Linked DNA regions of Sus scrofa: region 1 is linked to region 2. Evidence: chromatin contacts called from public HiChIP or PLAC-seq data. All regions are on one chromosome and are shown on one strand. The core of a region is the stretch at or near the end of the contact, and the rest is flanking DNA. Distances in the headings are between cores, read along the strand shown. Region 1 overlaps PSKH1 (serine/threonine-protein kinase H1). Region 2 holds the start of NUTF2 (nuclear transport factor 2).

Region 1 (4,435 bases), core at 280-2,779, 60 kb before region 2:
CAGCCTCTGACTTGCTGCAGAGGACAGCAAGAGAAGAGTGGTGAGCTGAAGGTCTGCTACGGCCCCCAGTCACACCAGAGGTGGGAACATGAAGCAATTAAAGGAATCCAGCTGAATTCAAGCACAAGCCCAGAAATATGTCACCTGCCTCCTTGTATTTCGCTCTTCTGACTGCACACGTCCAGGTTCCAGCTCTCCCACATCTCCAGGCAGTCTCCCCATGGCTCTGGGGCAAGGTCCTATCCCTGCTCACCCAACAGCTCCTTGTCAGAGCATATGAACCAGGCTGCACAAGCAGCCCCCACAGGCAGTGGCCCCCTTCACCTGGAGAGCACCAGGACACACCACAGGCTATGCACCTCATGTTATCAACAGCATCCCAGGTCAGAATATAGCAAGTGTTAGAGTCACTTTAAGAAGGAGGAAAGAGGGAGTTCCCGTCGTGGCTCAGTGTTTAACGAATCTGACTAGGAACCATGAGGTTGTGGGTTCGATCCCTGGCCTTGCTCTGTGGGTTAAGGATCTGGCTTTGCCATGATCTGTGGTGTAGGTCACAGACGTGACTTGGATCTGGCATATCTGTGGGCTCTGGCGTAGGCCGGCAGCCATGGCTCCAATTAGACCCCTAGCCTGGGAACCTCCATATGCCTCAGCTCAGGTGCAGCCCTAGAAAAAGACCAAAAAAAAAAAAAAAAAAGAGGAAAGAGGAGTTCCCATCGTGGCACAGCAGAAACGAATCTGACTAGGAACATGAGGTTCTGGGTTTGATCCCTGGCCTCCATCAGAGGGTTAAGGATCCAGCATTGCCATAAGCTGTGGTGTAAGTCGCAGACGAGGCTCAGATCTGGTGTTGCTGTGGCTCTGGCGTAGGCTGGCAGCTGTAGCTCTGATTAGACCCCTAGCCTGGGAACCTCCATATTGCTGCGGGTTCGGCCCTAGGAAAAAAAAAAAGAAGGGGGAAAGAGCTGGGATGGAAATGGAAATGTCAGTTCTGGCTCTGGGCTCTCATCCTACTGCAGGGCTACCAGAAGTACCGGATGGTGTAGCTCACTGCCCCCTGGGCCCAAATAGAAGGATGGTCTGGCTGCAGCCCAGGAACTCACCCCTAAAAAGCAACTTGCCACCAATACAATTCCCTAGGAAGTGGCAGATTGGCCCTGCAGGTGGGCTTCCTCTCCCACCAAGATTCTGTCCTCTGCCAGGCAGCACTCACTCTCCTAAACAAGGTTTTGTAAGAACCTTTGCCCAAGCCCACGTGTTCCTAGTGCAGTCACCTGGGCCCACCCACAGCTCAGAGACTGTCCAAGCAGAGGAGGGTGACAATTAAAGGCTGCTAAATGCGGCAGACAGCAAAGCGGCTGATGACATCGCTCTGTCATCAACTCCATAAGAACCTCTTCATCCGTCCTGCCTCTAGGAATAGAACTCTTGACAAAAGCAATGACATTAGGCCCACAACGTCACATTTCATGTCAAATGAATCACAGAATCTCCAAGTTGGCGGGACCATAACAGTCTTCTAGTGCGGTCTACAGATGGTGACTCATCTTCTGTGTCACTCCCTTTAGAAGCAGCTGCTCCAGCCCTCCTAGGGCCTCCTATAACAGGAAGCTCCCTCTTTCAAGGTGACTCTTTCTTTGTAGCCTCAAGCTGCTCTCAAAATCACAAAGGCCTTCCTCACATCTGGCCAACATATATCTCCCTATCCCTTCCAATATGACCTCAGCTTGGCCCCCTCTACTCCCGCACCTCTGGGCACTGGGTAAAAACTCACATTCTCCTCTCAAAATCAACTGTCACAGCCTTCTCCTTCCCAGGATTCTCTCCTCTTTCAAGACTCCTACCTTTGCTTCTAAGCAGGTCTGGCCAACAGCCCCCTAAGTGCATCACGGGTAAGCTCTCCACTTCTTCCTGGAGTCTAGCCCTAGAAGAAAACACTCCCAGCCAGCAGGAGCATCCCACTGTGCCTGACAGCTAGTCATTTCTGGGTCCTTGCCTAGGGCATCACCAGCAACCACTAGTGCTTCCCTGGGAGAAGCAGGCGAAAGTATTGGGAGCATATATATTGATGTACATCTTGTCCTCAAGAACCTTACAGGCTGGGAAGAAGAGAGATGTCCACAGACAACAGCCTGGGAAAGCACCAAAACAAGGAAGGCTGAAGCATGTGTGTCAGAGAAGACTGTGGGCATGCAAAGGCCAAGAACTCTGAAGCCAAGATGCCTAGATTCAAATCCCAGGCTGCCACCTTCTGTGAAGTTACTTAACCTCACTAGCCTCAGTTTACTCATCTGTAAAATGAGGCGATTACATCCCTTGGTGAGATTACTACAGAGATTAGACATGTTGGGTGTAGGACCCTCAGACCTGTGTCTGGTACTCAGCAGACCACACAACGGGAGCGGTCAGTACTATTCTTAATGGAAGCAGTCTTTGAATTCGATGATTGAGAGCTGGTCAAATTTCTAAGGCTGACATTGGGAGAAGGAAAATCCTGAGCAAAAGCATAGTGTAGGGAGTGAAAGGAACAAACATCTTGGGCCCATGGTGTGTAGACAATGGGGTGGAGCACGGGGCCTGGGCTGAGGCTAGAGTATCTAGAGTGTCAGCATCGTGGGGCAGGTGCTGAAGGAGGCTCCACCTGTGTGCTTCCTTCAACTGCCGGGCCCCATGTGCAGACGTCAAGGCAGGACTCTACACACTCCCTGGGTCAGAGGGCAGCCTGGGGTACTCTCTCATTCTGCCTTATAAGCTGACGCTCCTACTGCACAGCTGCAGGAAGGTTCTGTCCCCCACTTCTACTCTTCCTAAACTATGGCTCACATGTACCATGTGGAGCCCACTCTCTGGAATCCCAGATCTGCTCCAAATATCCCCAGGACACCAGGCTCCCCCATCACAAATGAGGACCACTCCAAAAGCCTCCAGTCGGTCTTCCTCCTGCTGGTCTCCCACAACACTTCCTGCTATACTTGCCCTTCACCATCAAGAACCCAGAGGGCTCCCTGTCACCTAACACACTGAATCCCCAAATAATCCCTGGCACTAACTACAGAGCTTCCAGCAACAAACACCAGGCCTGGCCAAGCCTTGTCAATCTCTGCTCTATTACTCCCAATCTCCTGTTGACTCTGGAGCACAGTCAGCAATGTGCCCTTCTCTGAGTTTCTCTCCTCTCAAGGCCCACTTCCTGCAGGAAGCCTTCTATTCAAGTCCACAGAAACCACTGAGCCTGACAGAGGGTTGCATGGGCAGAGCCCTTGGGGAACAAGCACACTGGCTAGGGCCTGGTGTACAAGAGAGACCACTATAAAGGGGCAGGGTGCCTATTAGAAAGGCATCGAGAGCTACAGCACTTAGTAGTTACTGTCAGGTGAGGAGCCTATACCTACAAGCCTTGCTGAGCTCAAAGTGGGGGATCCTTCATTTGCACAAGAAGCCCCCTCAAAATGGCATGCTTTCTTAGACAGGTTTTCTGGAACAGCTTTGCTCATTCCCCCAACCTACCCCACCCGGTCTTTTTAGGGCCGCACCTACTGCACATGGAAGTTCCCAGGCTAGGCTTTAAATTGGAGCTACAGCCGCCAGCCTAGGCCACAGCCACAGCAATGGGATCTGAACCTCGTTTGTGACCTACACCACAGCCTACAGCAACGCCAGATCCTTTAACCCACTGAGCGAGGCCAGTGATCAAACCTTGGTCCTCATGGATACTAGTCAGCATCGCTACCACTGAGCCATGACAGGAACTCCACTAGTCATGTTCTTAACCTGCTGAGCCACAATGGGAATTCCAGGGCCCTGCTCACTTAGATGGCCTTCATAAGAGCAAATGACTGTCACATGGCAGCAGACAGTTGGCTGGGTAAGGATAGGGGCAGGGCCCAGCCCTAAGAAGGGGGGCCAGTCCAGCCACCTAACCGGAGCCCCATGGCCCATGTTCGGACCGCCCAGGCCTGAGGCAGCATGTGCCTGCCAACCAACGAGGATTCATTCTGTGGCCATTTCCTATTCCCAGTCCTTTCTCCCAACAACCTCAAGCTTCATGGGGATAGGGAACAGGCCTTCACGTCTTCATCTTCGCCAGTGCACTTACTGGTAGGCAATGACCAGCAGAACATAGGCAGGTGCCTGGTCTCCAGCTCAGAGAGCCTGATCTAATGATGAGGCCTCCTCATCCAGGAAAACACCCCAAACAAATTCCTCCCAATCCAGAGCTCTCTGCAGATGATGGCAGAATCTGCTCTTGGGATCAGCTGAGCTCCTGATAACGGACAGATGCCTTCAGTGCCGGCCAGGGACTTGACTTGGACAAGGAACTGATGCTCTCAGCTTCCAATGAAGGGTAATGGGGGCCAAAAGCTACAAAGTGCCCTACTGTGCAGCAGAAACTGGCACAACATTGTAAATCAACTATATTTTTTTATTATTATTA
Region 2 (4,409 bases), core at 1,640-4,139:
GTAGCCACTGGCCTACACCAGAGCCACAGCAACGCAGGATCTGAGCTGCGTCTGCGACCCACACCACAGCTCACGGTAATGCCGGATCGTTAACCCACTTAGCAAGGCCAGGGATCAAACCCGCAACCTCGTGGTTCCTAGTTGGATTCATTAACCACTGCGCCACAACGGGAACTCCATAATGGACCTAGGTTTGAGTTGTCTGAGAACCCAGCTTCCTTATAGCCTGCCCCCTTGCTTATGCAGCCATATCCTGACTGTCCCATGCCAGGCCCGACCCCCCAAGTCAGTCCTACATGAATAGAGAATGCAGACTGATTCTAAAGAACCTCAAAGCTCTCCTCTTATCTCTGAGACACAGATGGCATGCCAAATTCCAGAAGGGTCAAGGATTTCTGGGGGTCAGGATGCCTAGCAATGGCAAGCTGATCAGAGACAAAAGCTATAAGGAACTTCTTGAAGGACTGGAATGAGAGGGAGGGACCTAAATTCCTCCTACTCCTGGGTAACCATTGAGAAGGAACAGGATCTTTTTGACCTTGAAGAAGACCCTTGTGATCAAGTCACCTGGGGTTTTGGAATGTGTGAACTAATCCATAGCCATAAAGTCTTATTCACCTGAAACTAGTGTCCTAGAAAGAACCACCCCAGACAATCTCAAAAAGATCTTGCAACAACTGTTTATAGCACTGAGAGCCAACCACACTGACCTTATGTGTGTCCAGTGGGTAGTCCCTCCTTGCTGCCCACCTGCACTGGCAAACTAGGCCTCTCCTGAGCCTGCTGAATGAACCTGACTTCCACTTGCACGTGGGCTAAGATGTGGAAGGAGAGGTGAGTTCAGACGGAAGGCAGGCCCTGGTAAGGAAATCTGGACAGACCCTTGCCTGTCCTCCTTAATCAGAGAGAATGCAATTTGACTGCAGGAAAACCTGAAGGCTAGAGTTCAATGACCAGAAAAATACTACCTGGGGAAAAACTCAAGGAATAAAAAAATTCAGGGATGGTGGCCTTCTGCATCATGGGCCGAACTCAATTCTCCAATGCTGAGGCCAGGTCTGCAAAGATTCAGCTGCGTCTTCAGTCCCTGCAAGAGCTGTGGCTCAGAAGCTGCACTGGGTCAGAGGAATCAAGGTTTGACACACTATGTTTTCTCCATATTCCATGGTCTTCTCTGGACTTGTCCCTTACTACTCAACCAAGAGTGCCTTTACAAACCCTGCCAGAAGACTATTCTATGGCTAGATATTCCCCTTCTCCCGCAACTCAATGGAGTCTCTGGAGTCATCATTACAGGCAATTTCCGCAGGCCCAACCAGCTTCCTGCCTGTTCACAGGTGGCTCAGCTGTCGAAAAGTGAGCAAGCAAGTGAGGGAAGCCTGACTTTGTGCAGCCCCCAGCTCTAGTTCTGCCACCTAGGCTTCAAAAGACTCTAACACTTTCTCTTTCTTTTTTTAATTAAAGTACAGTTGATTTACAATGTTGTGCCTGACAGAGTTTCAATCTGAGCCCCAGAGTCCAAATGTGCCCCATGCCCAATGTTGCTTGCAGCCCAGCCTCCTGCTTGGCACTAGGCTCATAGACCTCAGATCCAGATTCTACTTTCCCCTCAATTAAGCCCCAACTTATCGTTATCATTCTTACAGAATCATCCTCCTCTGTGGGAGGAGGTCAGCTGACTCTGGGAGGGGAAGATGCAAGGATTAGACTGTGCCCAAGAGAACTAACAATGTGTTGGAGGCTCAAAAATTCAGCCTCACCTCCCTCGCTTCCTTCCTCCCTCCCTCCACTAACACAGCTGGCCAACCCACCGACGCTGGGGCCTGGTCACCGATAGAGAGAAGGGCCAGGGAAGGGGCTGAGGGTGTCCGGAGCCGCCTCATCACTTCGGGCCAGATCCTCCAAGGCTGGCTGGGGGTGTTGTCCCACGTGGAACCCCCTCCTGTTCCAGATTCCCTGATCTTGCCCTCTAGGGAGAAGAACCTTTGCTTGAGTTCCAGAATGGGAAATAGGTTTCGTGCACCCTCAGAAGGCAAACAAGCGAGGGAGTGTTCACCCATATTCCAGCTGAACTATGGTTGTGAACTGGGTGAGGGTAGAGCTGCGGCAGGTGGGCGCCCTCACCCAATGCTGACTCCGGAGCGGGCCGGATGGCACTTGCCCATCCCCGGATCCTCGGCAGGGGGGCAGCAGGACGTGGGGCTCGGGTCGGCCCGCTAGCCTGCCGGCAGAGTTTGCGGGACTTGGGCAGGCCGAGATAGGCCAGACAGGGCGGGGCCCAGAGAGCCCCATCTGGGTGGTCCAGACCAGAAAAAAAAACTAGCCCCGGCGCAATCGGGTGTGCCCGCCACACGCACGAGTACACCCGAAATAGGTTCCTGGCTGTCCCTCTGTGTTTCCCCCGGCCGCCGCCACAGAGGACCGGCGGGAGGCGGAGCCGCGCTCGACACATGGCCCCGGCCCCGCGCGGCTTCGGGCGGCCGGGGGGGGGGGGAGGAGGGGAGGGGAGGGGCCGCCCCGGGACTAGCTGCGGAGGCTCCAGGCGACCCGGAGCGCGGCTCCTGCGGCCCAGCCCCAGCCCCGGAGCGCTAGCCCCAACACTCACCCGAGGGGCTGGCACGATGGCGGCAGCGGCGGCGGCAACCTAGCGCGGTCTGCGACGGACTGTCCCTTCCCCCCTGCCTTCCCTTGCCACTCCGCTGCACTCTGGGAAACGGAGTCCCCCCATTCTCCTTTCCGGCGTAGGTGCGCCGGGAGAAAACTACAGTTCCCGACGTCCTATGCGCTGCGGCCCAGACACGGCCCGGAGCGCGGGAGGTGATACTAAGTCAGGGAAGGAGGCTGCCGGGGCGAGCCCCTGAGAATTGTGGTCTAGCGGAAGCCTCTGGAACAACTCGAGCTTGGCGCCAGGCTGGGGTCAGGGCTCTGTTGTCGCCAGGTCCCAGCCGGTCCGGCACCGCCCCTATTGCGCGGCAGTTCAGTGTTGGCCCTGCCTCCGTGAGATCTGGGCCTGGCCCCAAGTTGGCCTAGCAGCCCCTCCCTGGGCCCCTGAGCTGTTTCCGCCTGCAAAACCCCCTCCCCTTTGGCGCTCTGGCCACCCCTTTGACTCTTTCTGAGCGGTGCTCTAAGGCCCGCTGGGGTGGAACCCATAGCTTCTGTTCCAGTACTTGCGTCCTGCCTAGTGCCAGTTGGACCCAAAGCCGATTTCAAGCAGGAGAGGCCTTTCTTGGGCTGGAGACTCAAATACCAAGTGGGGCTTAACTAGAGACAAGATTACTCTTAAGATTTCTACAGTTAGCGTCTACAAAACATTCTCAAGGGGTATTTTGGAGCAGGCAGGGCAACTGAGTTTCATTTTATTAATAAGAAAAGAGAAATAACTGGTTTGCTCAAACTTTCCCCATGATTTAAGTGATGAAGTTGCAATCTCTCTCTCCCACCCATTTCCCTTTTCTTTCAATGCCCATTTTCGTCGTTTCCTGGGCAACACATACATTTGAAGTAAGCCTTTTGGGAAAATTCTCTGCAGCTAACCTGGGGGTAAAACAGCTACAAGGCTTCTCCTGGACAGTGATCTTGCGGTACTCTTAGTTCTTCCAGAAGAGTTTTACACCTTCACAGATCCTCACTCCTACCCCCACCCTTCCTCCTTGGAATGGCTGGTAAGACTAGGCCAGGTTTCTGTTTTTTAAATCCCAGATCTGTATTAACTTTGCCTGACTAGATTCTTGTCTTATTACTCAGTCATTGAGACACTGCATTGCCCTGCTTGTGGTGTATTTAGGACCTCCTTTGCTCAGCTTTCTTCCTTTCCCCAGAAGCTGAAATACCTGCTAGGTTGAGCGCTCACAATATCCAATACAGGACAGTCCTGGCCAGAATCTGGCCCTCACCTTGTCTTGAGAGTGCTGCTGAGAGGCTCAAGTAAGCCAAAGCAGAAATAGTGTAAGTCCTTTCAACAAACAGGAGCTTAAGGATACACTAAAGAACCCACGTTGAGCCTGGGAAAATCCTCACTCCTAGTGAAGAAGAGCAGGGACAGTTAAGAAACTGATCCATTAGCTGCTTGCAAAGGGTTTCAGTCCCAACTGGCCTGGAACAGCACTGCTGGGCTTTTACCACATTAAACTTGCCAGAACTAACCCTACAAGAGATACAATCCCTTCTGTAACTAGGCACAACCTGTGCCCCACCCGTCCTCCTCACCAGAGACTTGGGATGTCAGTACCAAGGAGCCAAGAAAAGAGCAGAATCTAAAGGGACATTTTTGAGTCATTCCAGTTCGAAGCCACAGGGAAAGCCCTCAGGGTAAGTGGCATTTTCTGTAACAGAGAAAGGAGTAATGTTGTATGAAACCTAGTTAAGTGTCCAGCTGTACCCCAACACCTATAGAAACATGGCTAGCTTTA

Evidence for each region. HiChIP or PLAC-seq counts read pairs in DNA pulled down with a chosen protein or histone mark.
Region 1: a contact with region 2 is called in an H3K27ac HiChIP or PLAC-seq map of alveolar macrophages. The contact joins the enhancer-like site here to the promoter of NUTF2 in region 2. A contact is called at or near these places in 2 of 5 promoter capture datasets (fetal liver and liver), 3 of 47 Hi-C or Micro-C datasets (embryonic fibroblasts, fetal skeletal muscle and liver) and 2 of 2 datasets of contacts at active chromatin or transcription factors (alveolar macrophages and skeletal muscle).

What each region holds. Positions count from the first base shown.
Region 1 is chr6:28,526,040-28,530,474 of Sscrofa11.1, reverse strand. All of the region lies in intron 2 of PSKH1 (serine/threonine-protein kinase H1), which reads right to left. Among named protein-coding and RNA genes, the nearest start is that of CTRL, 15 kb to the left of the region's middle. Within about 2 kb of position 1,529, at least 13 of the 83 cell types and tissues checked have an H3K27ac peak or open chromatin away from gene starts, as enhancers often do. A contact at or near this core is called in alveolar macrophages and embryonic fibroblasts, where this site is marked.
Region 2 is chr6:28,467,754-28,472,162 of Sscrofa11.1, reverse strand. NUTF2 (nuclear transport factor 2) reads right to left here and starts at 2,889. Exons shown (of 5, transcript XM_003126922.5): 1 at 2,606-2,889.